2 separate regions of the Mus musculus genome follow, and region 1 is linked to region 2. A link is a contact called in public HiChIP or PLAC-seq data. All regions are on one chromosome and are shown on one strand. The core of a region is the stretch at or near the end of the contact, and the rest is flanking DNA. Distances in the headings are between cores, read along the strand shown.

What was found. HiChIP or PLAC-seq counts read pairs in DNA pulled down with a chosen protein or histone mark.
Region 1: a contact with region 2 is called in a FOXA1 HiChIP or PLAC-seq map of pancreatic cancer cells. The contact joins two enhancer-like sites. A contact is called at or near these places in 2 of 115 datasets of contacts at active chromatin or transcription factors (pancreatic cancer cells and trophoblast stem cells) and 1 of 9 other capture datasets (liver).

Annotation. Positions count from the first base shown.
Region 1 is chr13:81,636,801-81,643,507 of GRCm38.p6, reverse strand. No RefSeq gene overlaps it. Among named protein-coding and RNA genes, the nearest start is that of Adgrv1, 7.0 kb to the right of the region's middle. Within about 2 kb of position 2,582, at least 64 of the 459 cell types and tissues checked have an H3K27ac peak or open chromatin away from gene starts, as enhancers often do. A contact at or near this core is called in pancreatic cancer cells, where this site is marked.
Region 2 is chr13:80,995,595-81,002,168 of GRCm38.p6, reverse strand. The region is part of intron 1 of 9330111N05Rik (RIKEN cDNA 9330111N05 gene); the gene reads right to left. Among named protein-coding and RNA genes, the nearest start is that of 9330111N05Rik, 35 kb to the right of the region's middle. Within about 2 kb of position 5,203, at least 9 of the 459 cell types and tissues checked have an H3K27ac peak or open chromatin away from gene starts, as enhancers often do. A contact at or near this core is called in pancreatic cancer cells, where this site is marked.

The DNA.
Region 1 (6,707 bases), core at 1,333-3,832, 640 kb before region 2:
GTGTGCAACACATACATACATACATACATACATACATACATACATACATACATACATACACACTCCGCAAAACGATTCATACACCCAAATACATCTTAATTTATTTTAAAGGAGATGAATGTGAAAGAGGGCACCTTCCCAAACGCTCATGTTATCACAGGAAAGGACAGTGATGTCATAAATCATTTGGTGAGAAAGATCAAAATTGAGTTAATGTAATAATCTGGCCACTAAGGTTTTGAGTTGTCTCCTTTAGGTTAGACTTACACTTGACTGCGAGCAAGAAACTTCTGTAACGTTCCACAATGCCTCTGATCCTTGACTCCAATTTAGGAAGAGTCCCGGGATCATTCTGTTCCTGGGAGAGGATCCAGTACTAAGTGGCTTCTTTTAATTTTAATTTTAATTTAGTTGTATTTTCTTGTGTGAGTTACACTGAACACTTCTAGTTATTGGGTGGAGTAGATTACCACGGACAGCCTGGAATTTCTTCAATATTGTTACCCCAATCCTCCTCCCCCCTTGTAATATGGCACAACTGTAGCTATCTGTGTATGCACAGCTATTTGGATATCAGCACTGCTTGGGGCTGCTGAGCTCTGGAACAGAGATAATGCGTGTCCACCTTTTACTCTGCTCAAGCCACTGTCTTTAAACTTGGTTGTACAGGAAACAGTGTCACATTTATTTTTCTCTGCCAGATCGGTAGACTTAGCCCATCTTCCCATTCCAGCATTCTTCTCTCCCTTCCACAGTCTCTACTTTCAGTCAGCTTCTAACTGATTTTACGTTCTATTTGCAGCACTGGGCTTTCCCTGGTCTCAGAGGACACTAGACGTTTCTGATTAGAGTTTGGAGATCAGATGCACCCAGGCTCTTCCTAGAGTCACTTCATCCAGTTCAGCTCCAGCAGCCTCTAATCTCGCTCTTTGATCCTGCTTCTCACACGGTGCCCACAATATCTGCCTTGGGGCTCCAAACTATTAAAGACAAGAAGCCTGGGGCTCCATTGGCATTGCCATTTTGAGAAGCCAGCACACTTTTCATCTTCTTTGCACACGCAGTATTCTTCTATCATCGTTTTATGTATAGAAAGGCTTATGTGATGTAAAGATTATAAATGTAAACATTTCAGTGTGGAAAGCTTATCATGGCCAAGGCAAGAGCTCGGCATCTGAGTAAATTTTCCTTACCCAGTAGAATGCAGAGATATTAACTAATTCATGTGCTTTTGACATTTAAATAAAATAAGGTAAATAAGATAATTTACCAAGCATATTTTTTCCTACTGAGTGACAATGACAAAGAACAGAACAGACCATCACTTCTTTCAGTAAAAAAGGGACGTAGTAATTTGACCCACATGGAATTGTTACTATTTGGCAATTTTTGACATTTTTGTGAATATTTATCACAGTAAAATATGTTTCAAGACTCGGCCTAATGTTGTTTTAATGTCATTATTATAGTAGTATCTCTTTACTGTAATACTTTTCAATTTTATTATTTTTCCCACAGTTTTCAGTTACCTCACACTGCCAGTAGAGGGCGCGGGTTGTCTTGTTGAGCTCACTGGAAAATAGGAAAATAAACCATCCACACACGCATCTGGTTATAATTTTCCTCTCCTGCTCTCCACTTGCACAATTCAACTTGATGCTGTATAATTCCCCTTTCTTTTCTTCTGTTCTGCATGGGGGCAGAGCCACCACAAAAAGATGAATACTTTCAGTGCCTTTCAGATCCCTCAAAGCGGCAGCCTTCACATTCCATCCTATTGATACTGCATTTGGCAGTGGATGAAGGGACACAGTTGAAGTCTGCTCATAATTGGTTTTATTTGGGAAAGATTTTCTTTTGAACTAGTGGCCACCAGTGATTTTATAATCATCAGAAGTTAGCTACTTCAGCACTTCTTATAGAGAATACTCACAATTCTCTTTCTCACTTTGGAAGAACAAAGTATAAAGTGGAGGGAAAAAGAGAATAGCCATGAGCATGGGGGAGTTCCGGTTTGTTTGGGACTCCCAGGGACTGCCGAGGGCCAGCCCAGGCTGTGTCCTTGTCTGCACAGTCGTCTTTCAGCACAGCATTAATCATCTTTTTATTTTCTCAGACCGTTAAGCTTTTTTTTTTTTTTTTTTTTTTTTTTTTTTAAGAAAAAAATAAGGTAAATCTAGTGTCTGTTTCCTGATACTATCTGACTCCTACCATCTGCAGACAGCATAGCAGAGCTTGCTGAGTGGTGCTTTGCATGTGTTTCAATACGAATTGAACAGTGGAACACCCCAAAACTCATCTCTGTGTTACAAGAACTAGGCACCCACACGTAAAACACAAACTTTGCGAAGCGCTGCATGATGCCCACATACCATCAGCCAAACCTTCCTTGTTTGGGGGTTTGGTTTTCCCACCCGGATGTGAATAGACAGTGGGATCCTTGTTTCCAGGGGCTTTGTTTGCTTTGAGTCACTGGTAAAATAAACATTACCTCAGATTGGAGAAATCCTTGGAAGAGAGCAGGGGTTCTGGGAGAGCTTTGTGGTACCCGGCACTGATGATTTTATTGGGTTATCTGGTGTAGCATGCTGAGGACAGTTTAATTACAGCAGTGCCCTGTGCAGATCAGATGGGCCTGAGCTTGAACTTGCCCTGTGAGCTGGCTCGTTCTGGAAGGAAATGCAACTGAGAAAGAATGAAGTGAGGTGTGTCCTCCTTTACTGTAGCCCGGCTCTCTACATAGGAAACAAAAGCAAAGGCTCTTGAGGGTCTCATGAGGCAGGTGTGCACTTATTCTTAACTCACAGTCACCTCTTCACACAGTAGGGATGCTTTCTGCTCTGAATTTAGTCCAAAGAGAAAAGTACTCAGTAAGTGCTTGATTGAAAACTAGACTCATTTTGTGATTCATCATATCAGAAACACATGATTATAAATATTTTTTAAAGAAAATTGAGCAGGGTGGTGGTGGCTCATGCCTTTAATCCCAGCACTTGGGAAGCAGAGGCAGGCAGATTTCTGAGTTTGAGGCCAGCCTGGTCTACAAAAGTGAGTTCCAGGACAGCCAGGGCTATACAGAGAAACCCTGTCTCAAAAAAACAAAACAAAAAAAAATTGTATTTTAAAACAGGAGGGTCCATTTTATAATTTGATATTTGTTGAACGGTGATGCCTGATGGAAATACTATTTAACATGCTTATTCTGGCTCTTGCTACTTATATTTCAAGATGGACTATGTATATAAAATGGAATTTTAATATTTATACACCAAAGATTTAGAGATTTTATTACTTTTCAAAATAGTTATAGTTCCACCCCATCTCCATATTCCTATACAAGCTACTGCCAAGGTGATTAACTATTTAAATTCAGCACTTTTTAAATTTCCTGCAGCACATATAAGGTTTTTGGAAACTGTAATTGGTTGTTATTATATTGCCAAGAATGGAAATCCAAACTGAGTTCAAGGTAATTATGCAGAGTGAAAACTTTATAGTATAGTCTTTCCTCAAAGAGAAACAGAAGCAGAAACCATAACCATGGCCTCACTATAACTTGATGTTAGGAGTAAAGGATTTGGTAGTCTCCCCTCCTACATCCCATACACACACCTCAAGTAACAGATGTCAAGAGTTTCAATATTGATTCAGGAGAATGAATGGCTGAGTCATTGCAGAGGGACTGTGACAGGGAGACAAAGGCTACCATGGCGATGTGTTGATATGCGATGGGGTTAGTGAGCCTGAGGGCTTCCTACCCCTGCCATTGAAGCAAAGCGATGAGCTCTGGGACATGCCACCCAGCAAGCCTAAAGCGAGGCAGGTTGGAAGAATGATTTAACTATCTGTCCTCTGGGGATTGAAGATTCCATACACACATGTCTGTCTGATTCATAGGGAATTTCCTTTTTAAATATAAGAAAAACTATCCTGAAATCTGCATCTAGCTAAGAAATAAATACTGGGGTTTTAAAAGTCTCCAACAGCATTTTCTGAAAATGCTTTCTAAAATAACTTCTTGAGGACTACTGTGCTTAGATTGGGAAAGTATAGATTCAAAATAATTTGCATAGGACTATGTTCAACTACTTCTTTGGTGAATATGATAATAAAAACTTACACATGGTAAGTAGTGAAATAAAAGAAAATTTGTAATCAGTCTCTGATTGGTGTAGGAGATAGATTCCAAGGCATTTGCTATGGAGCTGTGTTGTTTCTTGCATATGGTTTATCTATATCCTTAATATATGTCCTTATACCCACAGGTAAGTATAGTTCTCATCCATCGTGAAAGAAACATCCCTTGTAACAGACAGATCAAAATGCTGAGAACAAATGTGGTATACAGCCCAAATATCAACAACAGAATTTAATACATTTAAAAAGATCATTTCTAAAAGCATATTTTTTTGTAATAGGAATAGGCAAGAAAGAAATTTCTGTACAGGATCAAGTGAATTGATGAACAAATTTAAACTTGTTTATTTCCTACAGTGCTCTGATCTCTTATAATGTGCTATTCTTAGTGATGTTTTAAGAATACTTGTCACATGTGTGGTAGTACTACCAAACTTTTTCCCTTTTTACTTTGGGGAACTAAATCTATAATAATAATAATTTTAGAAATGTTGAGACAAAGCCTTTGCTTGAGTAGTTTTAATTCAGTGAGGATGAATTTTTTGTCCGGAGTTTTTTCTATATGCACGTATATTCCCTATGTTAAATCCTTAATTTGTCCTGGCAAGCTATATTAACCTTCTGCAAGCCAGGACCTTAAAGACTTCAGCTTTCAGCCTTCGTCTACTTATCTTGGCCTAGAATGTTTTAGCATCTGAGACTTATTGATGAATAAATTCACATTTTCTCTTTCTGAGCTCTGACTGGCTGGTTCAACTCAACTGTTCTGGCTCAAACTCTTCTCCAAGCTAACTGACTCAAATTGGCTTCTGACTGAGTTGTTCTGCTTGCAAAGACTGCCTCTGACCTCCACGAAGCGAACTAACTGTTCCAAAGTCCTCTGCTCTGTTCTAAGCTCAATTAAATTCCACCAAACTGAACTGCTCCGAACTGAAATCAATCTCTCTCTCTCTCTCTCTCTCTCTCTCTCTCTCTCTCTCTCTCTCTCTCTTTCTCTCTCTCTCTCTCTCCCTCTCCCTCCCTCTCCCTCCCCCCCCCTCTCTCTCTGCTCTTAAATAACCTCTCTTTCCTATCTGTCCCAAGTTGGGCATGTTCTATCTCTGATTCATTTTGTCAAATCTTTCTCTAATTCATCACTTTGTCTGCCTTTCAATTAAATGTCATTGTTTGGGATCAAAGGTGCTTACCGAGGGCTTATCTTTGTACTTTGGGGAACAAATCACAGCCAGAGGGATTAAAGGTGTGTGTGCTGTGTCTGTCTTCCAACTGGATCATATCTTCGGATGAACCCCCTTGCCAGAGCAGCCATATTGATGGATTAAAATTCCTCTATACCAAAGTAGACTCCAAGAACGCCATCTCCGACAGCCAGCCTTTGTGGACTGAACACCTGATTCTAGAACTGCACAGAGCAGGGATTGCCCACCACACTGTCATTCGGGTGTGGCTGGATGCCTCAGGCTCATTCTTCAGCTTTCCTCTGTCCTTAGATACCTTCCTAAAACTAATGTGGACTTCTGAGTACCCATCCGAGTAACGAAGATGACACTGGCGGAGAGACTGAAATATTTACTGTTTGGATCTTGCAGAAGATGTCTTCTGATGCTGTTATGACTTGTTTCCTGGTAATTCAGCTATAGTAGTGTTGGCCGGGGTGCTCCAAGCAGAGACAGGTAAGGAGAACCAGAGCACCAGGTTGGTGTATGTAAATCATGTGGTTCTCAGCCTGTGCGTCAAGAGCCATCTGAGTCACCTTTCATAGGGGTCACCTAACACCACCAGCAAACACAGATATTTATATCAGGATTCAAAACAGTAGCAAAATTATAGTTATGAAGTAACAATGAAATAATTTTATGGTTGGGAACATGAGAAACTGCATTAAAGGGCCATGGCCTTAATAAGGTTGAGAACCTCTGGTCTAAAAGATAGCAGCAACCAGGGCACCAAAAGAAGGCAGGTGTGAGAGCACCATTAGAGCCAAGCTAACATGTAGTCTTCTCTGTAACTCTGAGCCATCTTATTTCACATTTCTTTGACAGCACAGGCCTTCTTGTGCTTTGGATTTATGTCCTTTCTCTGACACAATGTGGACTCTATGGGGACAGAGACTGCACTTTGCCCATGACCCATCTGTTAGTATTCAGTAAAGTTTCTGAGCAAGTGACTATTCAATAAACATACATTGTAGTAACAGTATTGTTGCAGCAGAGGAAAGAGACAAGCAGGGACTGTCTGGCAGAGGGACTCTGCTTGTCAACACAGCATGGTGACCTGAAAACCAGCTTGGGACAGTGTTTGACTGAATGGTGGTAGCATGCCATAGCTCTGTGTGAAACAATACTCTTTCTGAGACGTTGCAATGACTGAAGGCTCAACAATACGTATTTTTTGTTCCTGACGTGGATTGTTGTGAAGAAGTTAGGTCTGGTTCTGCTTTCCAGACCCAGGATCCCAGAAATAAGACTCAGACTCAAAATACATTTACAAATAACTTGGCCATATATCTACACTCTTCTCTGACTAGATCATAACTTAAAATAACCCATTCACTCTAATCTACATTCTGT
Region 2 (6,574 bases), core at 3,954-6,453:
AAGAATTGAGCTGGAATTTTGATGGGGATTACATTGAATCTGTAGATTGCTTTTGGCAGGATGGCCATTTTTACTATCTTAATCCTACCAATCCATGAGCATGGGAGATCTTTCCATCTTCTGAGATCTTCTTCAATTTCTTTCTTCAGAGACTTGAAGCTCTTGTCATACAGATCTTTAATGTGCTTGGTTAGAGTCACTCCAAGGTATGTAATATTATTTGTGACTATTATGAAAGGTGTTCTTTCCTAATTTCTTCTCAGCCTGTTTATCCTTTGAGTATTGGAAGGCTACTGATTTGTTTGACTTAATTTTATATCCAGCCACTTTGCTGAAGTTGGTTATCAGCTTTAGGGGTTCTCTAGTGGAATTTTTGGGGTCACTTAAGTATATTATCATATCATCTGCAAATAGTGATAGTTTGACTTCTTCCTTTCCAATTTGTATCCCTTTGACCTCCTTTTGTTGTCGAATTGCTCTAACTAGAACTTTGAGTTCTATATTCAACAGACTGGGAGAGAGAGGGCAGCCTTGTCTAGTTCCTGATTTTAGTGGGATTGCTTCAAGTTTCTCTCCATTTACTTTGATGTTGGCTACTGGTTTGCTGTACATTGCTTTTATTGTGTTTAGGTATGGGCCTTGAATTCCTGATCTTTCCAAGACTTTTACCATGAAGGGATGATGAATTTTGTCAAATGCTTTTTGAGCATCTAATGAAATGATCACGTGTTTTTTTTTTCTTTGAGTTTGTTTATGTAGTGAATTACATTGATTGATTTCCACATATTGAATCATCCCTGGGATGAAGCCTACTTGATCGTAGTAAATGATCCTTTTGATGTGTTCTTAGATTTATTTGGCAAGAATTTTTTTGAGTATTTTTGCATCAAAGTTCATAAGGGAGATTCATATGTAGTTCTCTTTCTTGGTTGAGTCTTTGTGTGGTTTAGGTATAAGCATAATTATGGCTTCATAGAACAAATTGGGTAGTGTTCCTTCTGTTTCTATTTTTGTGGAATAGTTTGCAGCGTAGTGGTATTAGGTTTTTTAAATGTCTGGTAGAATTCTGCCCTAAACCCATCTGTTCCTGGACATTTTTTATTTATTGGGAGACTATTAAGGACTGCTTTTATTTCTTTAGGGGTTATGGGTCTGTTTAGATGGTTTATCCGATCCTGTTTTAACTTTGGCACTTGGTATATGTTTAGAAAAATTGTACATTTTAACCAGATTTTCCAATTTAGTTGAGTATAAACTTTTGTAGTAGAATCGAATGATTTGGTTTTTTTTTTTTTTTTTTTGATTTCCATGGTTTCCGTTATGTCTCCCTTTTCATTTCTGATTTTTTTAATTTGGATACTTTCTCTGTGCCTCAGGTTAGGCTGGCTAAGGGTTTATCTATCTTGTTGATTTTCTCAAAGAACCAGCTCCTAGTTCTGTTGATTCTTTGTACAGTTCTTTTTGTTTCTAATTGGTTGATTTCAGCCCTGAGTCTGATTATTTCCTGCTGTCTACTCCTTTTGGGTGTATTTGTTTCTTTTTCTTCTAGAGCTTTCAGGTGTGCTGTCAAGCTGCTGGTGTAAGCTCTCTCCAGTTTCTTTTTGGAGGCACATAGAGTTATAAGTTTTCCTCTTACCACTGCTTCCATTGTGTTCCAAAGGTTTTGGTATGATGTGTCTTCATTTTCATTAAACTCTAAAAAGCCTTTTATTTTCTTTCTTTACTTCTTCCTTGACCAAGTTATCATTTAGTAGAGCGTCATTCAGCTTCCACGTGTATGTGTGTCTTCCATTGTTTTTGTTGGAATTTAAGACTAGCCTTAGTCCGTGGTGATTTGATAGGGTGCATTGGATTATTTCAATCTGTATCTGTTGAGGCCTGTTTTGTTACCAATTATATGGTCAATTTTGGAGAAGGTGCATGAGGTTCTGAGAATAATGTATATCCTTTTTGCTTTAGGATGAAATGTTCTAGAAATATCTGTTAGATCCATTTGGTTCACAGCTTCTGTTAGTTTCACTGTGTCTCTGTTTAGTTTCTGTTTCCATCATCTGTTCATTGATGAGAGTGGGATATCGAAGTCTCCCACTATCATTGTGTGGGGTGCGATTTGTGTTTTGAGCTTTAGTAAAGTTTCTTTTACGAATGTGAAAGCCCTTGCATTTGGAGCATAGATGTTCAGAATTAAGAGTTCATCTTGGTAGATTTTTCCTTTTACCAGTATGACGTGTCCTTCCTAATCCTCTTTGGTAACTTTTGGTTGAAAGTTGATTTTATTAAATATTAGAATAGCTACTCCAGCTTGTTTCTTGGGACCATTTGCTTGGAAAATTATTTTCCATCCTTTTACTCTGGGGTAGTGTCTGCTTTGATCACTAAGGTGCGTTTCCTGTATCCAGCAAAATGCTGGGTCCTGTTTCCGTATCCAGTCTGTTAGTCTATGTCTTTTTATTGGGGAATTAAGTCCATTGATGTTAAGAGATATTAAGGAAAAGTGATTGTGACTTCCTGTTATTTTTGTTGTTAGAGGTGGTATTATGTTTACTTGGATATCTTCTTTTAGGTGTGTTGAAAGATTACTTTTTTGCTTTTTCTAGGGTGTAGTTTCTGTCCTTGTGTTGGTGTTTTCCATCTGGTATCCTTTGTAGGGCTGGATTTATGGAAATTTATTGTGTAAATTTGATTTTGTCATGGAATAACTTGCTTTCTCCATCTATGGCAATTGAGTTTTTCTGAGTATAGTAGTCTCAGCTGGTGTTTGTGTTCTCTTAGTTTCTGTATGGCATCTGCCCAGGATCTTTTAGCTTTCATAGTCTCTGGTTATAAGTCTGGTGTAATTCTGATAGGTCTGCCTTTATATGTTACTTTACCTTTTTCCCTTATTGCTTTCAATAGTCTTTCTTTGTTTAATGCTTTTGGTGTTTTGATTATTATGTGACGGGAGAAATTTCTTTTCTGGTCCAGTCTATTTGGAGTTCTGTAGGCTTCTTGTATGTTCATGGGCATCTCTTTCTTTAGGTTAGGGAAGTTTTCTTCTATAATTTTGTTGAAGATATTTACTGGCCCTTTAAGTTGGAAATCTTCACTCTCTTCTATACCTGTTTTCCTTAGGTTTTGTCCTCTCATTTTGTCCTGGATTTCCTAGATGTTTTGGGTTAGGAGCTTTTTGCCTTTTGCATTTTCTCTGACTGTTGTGTGAATGTATTCTATGATATCTTCTGCCCCCTAGATTCTCTCTTCTGTCTCCTGTATTCTCTTGGTGATGGTGATGCTTGCATCTACGACTCCTGATCGCTTTCCTAGCTTTTCTAACTTCAGGGTTGTCCCCTTTTTGATTTCTTTATTGTTTCTATTTTCATTTTTAGATCATGGATGGTTTTGTTCATTTCCTTTGCCTGTTTGATTGTGTTTTCCTGTAATTCTTTAAGGGATTTTTATGTTTCCTCTTTAAGGACTTCTACCTTTTTACCCTTTTTACCTGTTTTTCCTGTATTTCTTTAAGGGAGTCATTTATGTCCTTCTTAGAGTCATCTATCATCATCACGAGAAGTGATTTTAGATCTGAGTCTTGCTTTTCGGGTGTGATTGTGTATCCAGGACTAACCTTGGTTTCTGTTGCTTATGTTCTTTCGATTGACTCCTGCCATCTGCATATCTCTAGTGCTACCTACCCTTGCTATCTGACTGGAGCCTGTCCTTCCTGTAATCCTGGTTGTGTCAGAACTCCTCATAATGTAGCAGTCTCTGTGATCCTGTGATCCTGAGATTCTGGGTGTGTCAGAGTTTCTGGGATTCAGCTGCCTCTGGTACCCTGAGATTCTGGTGGGACCAAGCTCCTGGGATACTGGGATTCTGGGATCCTGTGGTCATGGCTGTGCTATAGTGCCTGGGGTTTGAGCCTTCTCTGGGTGCTGTGGGACTGGCTACAGAGTTTGCATCCAATGTAAACCGGTGCAGACTGGAAGGAACCTGAGCCACTGTTCGGGTGGGGTTCCTGAGTCCCTGAATCCTGCTGGTCCCAGTTACTCCTGATGATGCTGGAACAGATGTTGTGTCCTACTCACCCCTGATCCTAAGATCCTGGATGTGCTAGAGCTCCTGGGAGCAGAGTCTCCTCTGGGTGCTGTGGGTTATATTATTTTCAAAGTAGCTGGTTCTATACTTGGTGTGTAATTTGTGTGATGAACAAAGGCAACAGTGAATTTTTTCTTTGTAAAGTTAAATTGTGGGACTCTAAAACCAAGTCAAATTGTGTCATAGAAATCTATCTGCTTTCATTAGACGAAGATAAAACTTGCTTTAGCTGCCTCTACCAAACAATCTAGTCCCTGCCTGTGTGTTCATCAGCCTGCATCCTACAGCTGGGAGGGTCTTTTGGCCCTTCCCATTGTCTTCTCTTATTATCTAGAGAAACCTGTTTTTTTTGTTTGTTTGTTTGTTTGTTTGTTTTTTCACTAGAAAAGTCTAAATCAGATTGTAACCTAGACAGCTGGTTCAACATTCAATTGCCTATGTGCATGGTTCTTTGATACAGATTCTTAGGTGTTCCTTATAAACTGGATCCACATAACAAAGTACCCTCAGAGAACTGTATGTTATCCTTTAAATGCATTAAAAAAAATTGAACTGAAAAGATGGCTCAGCAGAGTGTCTACTGCTCTTACAGAGAATCTGAATTCAGTTCTGGGCAGCTACACTGGGTGGCTCACAACTACCTACAACTCCAGCTTCAGCGGATCTGACACCTTCTGAAATCCACAGACAACTACACTCACAAGCTATTGCACATACACATACTCACACACACACATACACACACACTCATACAAATAAATGCGCACATACAAACACACTCGCATACAGACATGCACATGCATACACATACACAAACACATTGTAATATAAAAACACCTCTTTAAATAAATACATAAAAGTTTGAACATTTACCAGTTGTAAGTCAGACTTAAATTTCATTTCAAATTAAATAACATTCCTCTGAATAAAACCATGTTTCTACTTCCCTTTCTTTTCTCGACCACTGATACCATGATGTTTTGGTAAATGTTTAACACATGTCTGTTTCTTCGGGGCAAAAAAAGATATGTTATATAGTAATTTCCCATTTCTGTGGTATAACTACTCTTGCTATGACTAATCTTAAATTATCAATATAGAGCTGGGTATGACTCAGTGTACTACACAATACAGTGCTTGCCTAGTGTGTACAAAGCACTGAGGCATATCCGTAACACTGTGAAAAACAGACATGAACTATATGAGGGCACCAAATGGGCATAATCATTTCTCACAGATCAGTCACCATTAGATATCATTGATACTTGACACCTCTGCATCCCACAGCAAGGCCCAGTTTGACTTGAGAAAAACGTTGCTATTTTTTATGCCTTGGATGGATCCTCTGAAAGTTCACTGTCGCGTCTGCTCACAGTTGGATTCTTCTCAACAGCCTTTATTGCAGGAACACCTCAATGCTTCTACAGGGACCCCGGGTGCCCAGGGAGCCCTGCTTATATGCACCCCAGCACAGGAGAAGGCTCCGTGGGCCCCTGGGATTGGTCAGTCTGCCGGCACCCAATTTGCATGCACCCGGGAGGGGTTGGCACCAAATTCGAATTGACGCCTGCGCAGTGGTGTTGTTTATGACAACGGCAACCGGAAACTGGCGCCATCTTGGAGTTGACTTCCCACAGTTCACACTACAGGCTTCAGAGTTGGGAGATCAGGGGTGCTCCAGGCCTCTGTGAAGTAGGGTTTATTAGGTGTGGGGTCCTTCGTTTTAGGAGATGCTTTGAAAGGGATAGTTGGACCCTGCCATTCTCCACCTGCTCCCCACCTATCTCTGATTTCTGACAAGGTATGAGTTCTGGCACACTCACCATGACTGGCCACACTTACCTTAGGATCACACCACAGTCTAACCCATCTGGGACTTGAACTTCCAAAACCATCTGCTGGCTTTACTTCCCAAGGAGCATGTGCTAGAAATTTCACTGGAGTGGCACAAAGCTGATCAAAACCCTCTAAAAGGAACTTTGGAGGTTTATAGCTAAGAAAATTACATACCCAGATCTGGTATTTCTTTCGTAGAGGGAGGAACAGTATTTGTTATGTAATTCAATCAACCTTGAACTTGTGATCCTCCTGCTTCAGCCTCTCAGGTGCTAGGATGTACTAGCATAGCTTCTATGTATCATTGTACAGAACTTGGTTTTTAGAATTGACTTACATCTTTATGTTTTTGTTTGGATGAAGTTATACATGCCATTACACTTTCCCAGAGGTCAGAAAACAACTTGCAGGAGTCTGTTCTCGCCTTCCGCATGTGAGTGCTAAGGATCAAATTTAGGATGCCAGGTTTGGCTGCAGGCTGTCTGGACCTGCTGAGCCCTCTCACCTGTCCACAGGTTTCTTATGTTCATCATATTAGAGGAGGGGTGTACTTGTGTGTGTGTGTGTGTGTGTGTGTGTGTGTGTGTGTGTGTGTGTGTGTGCACGTTCACTTGTGCATGCACATGTTTATGTACTGATTTTCAATCACAATCCCTTCCTCAGT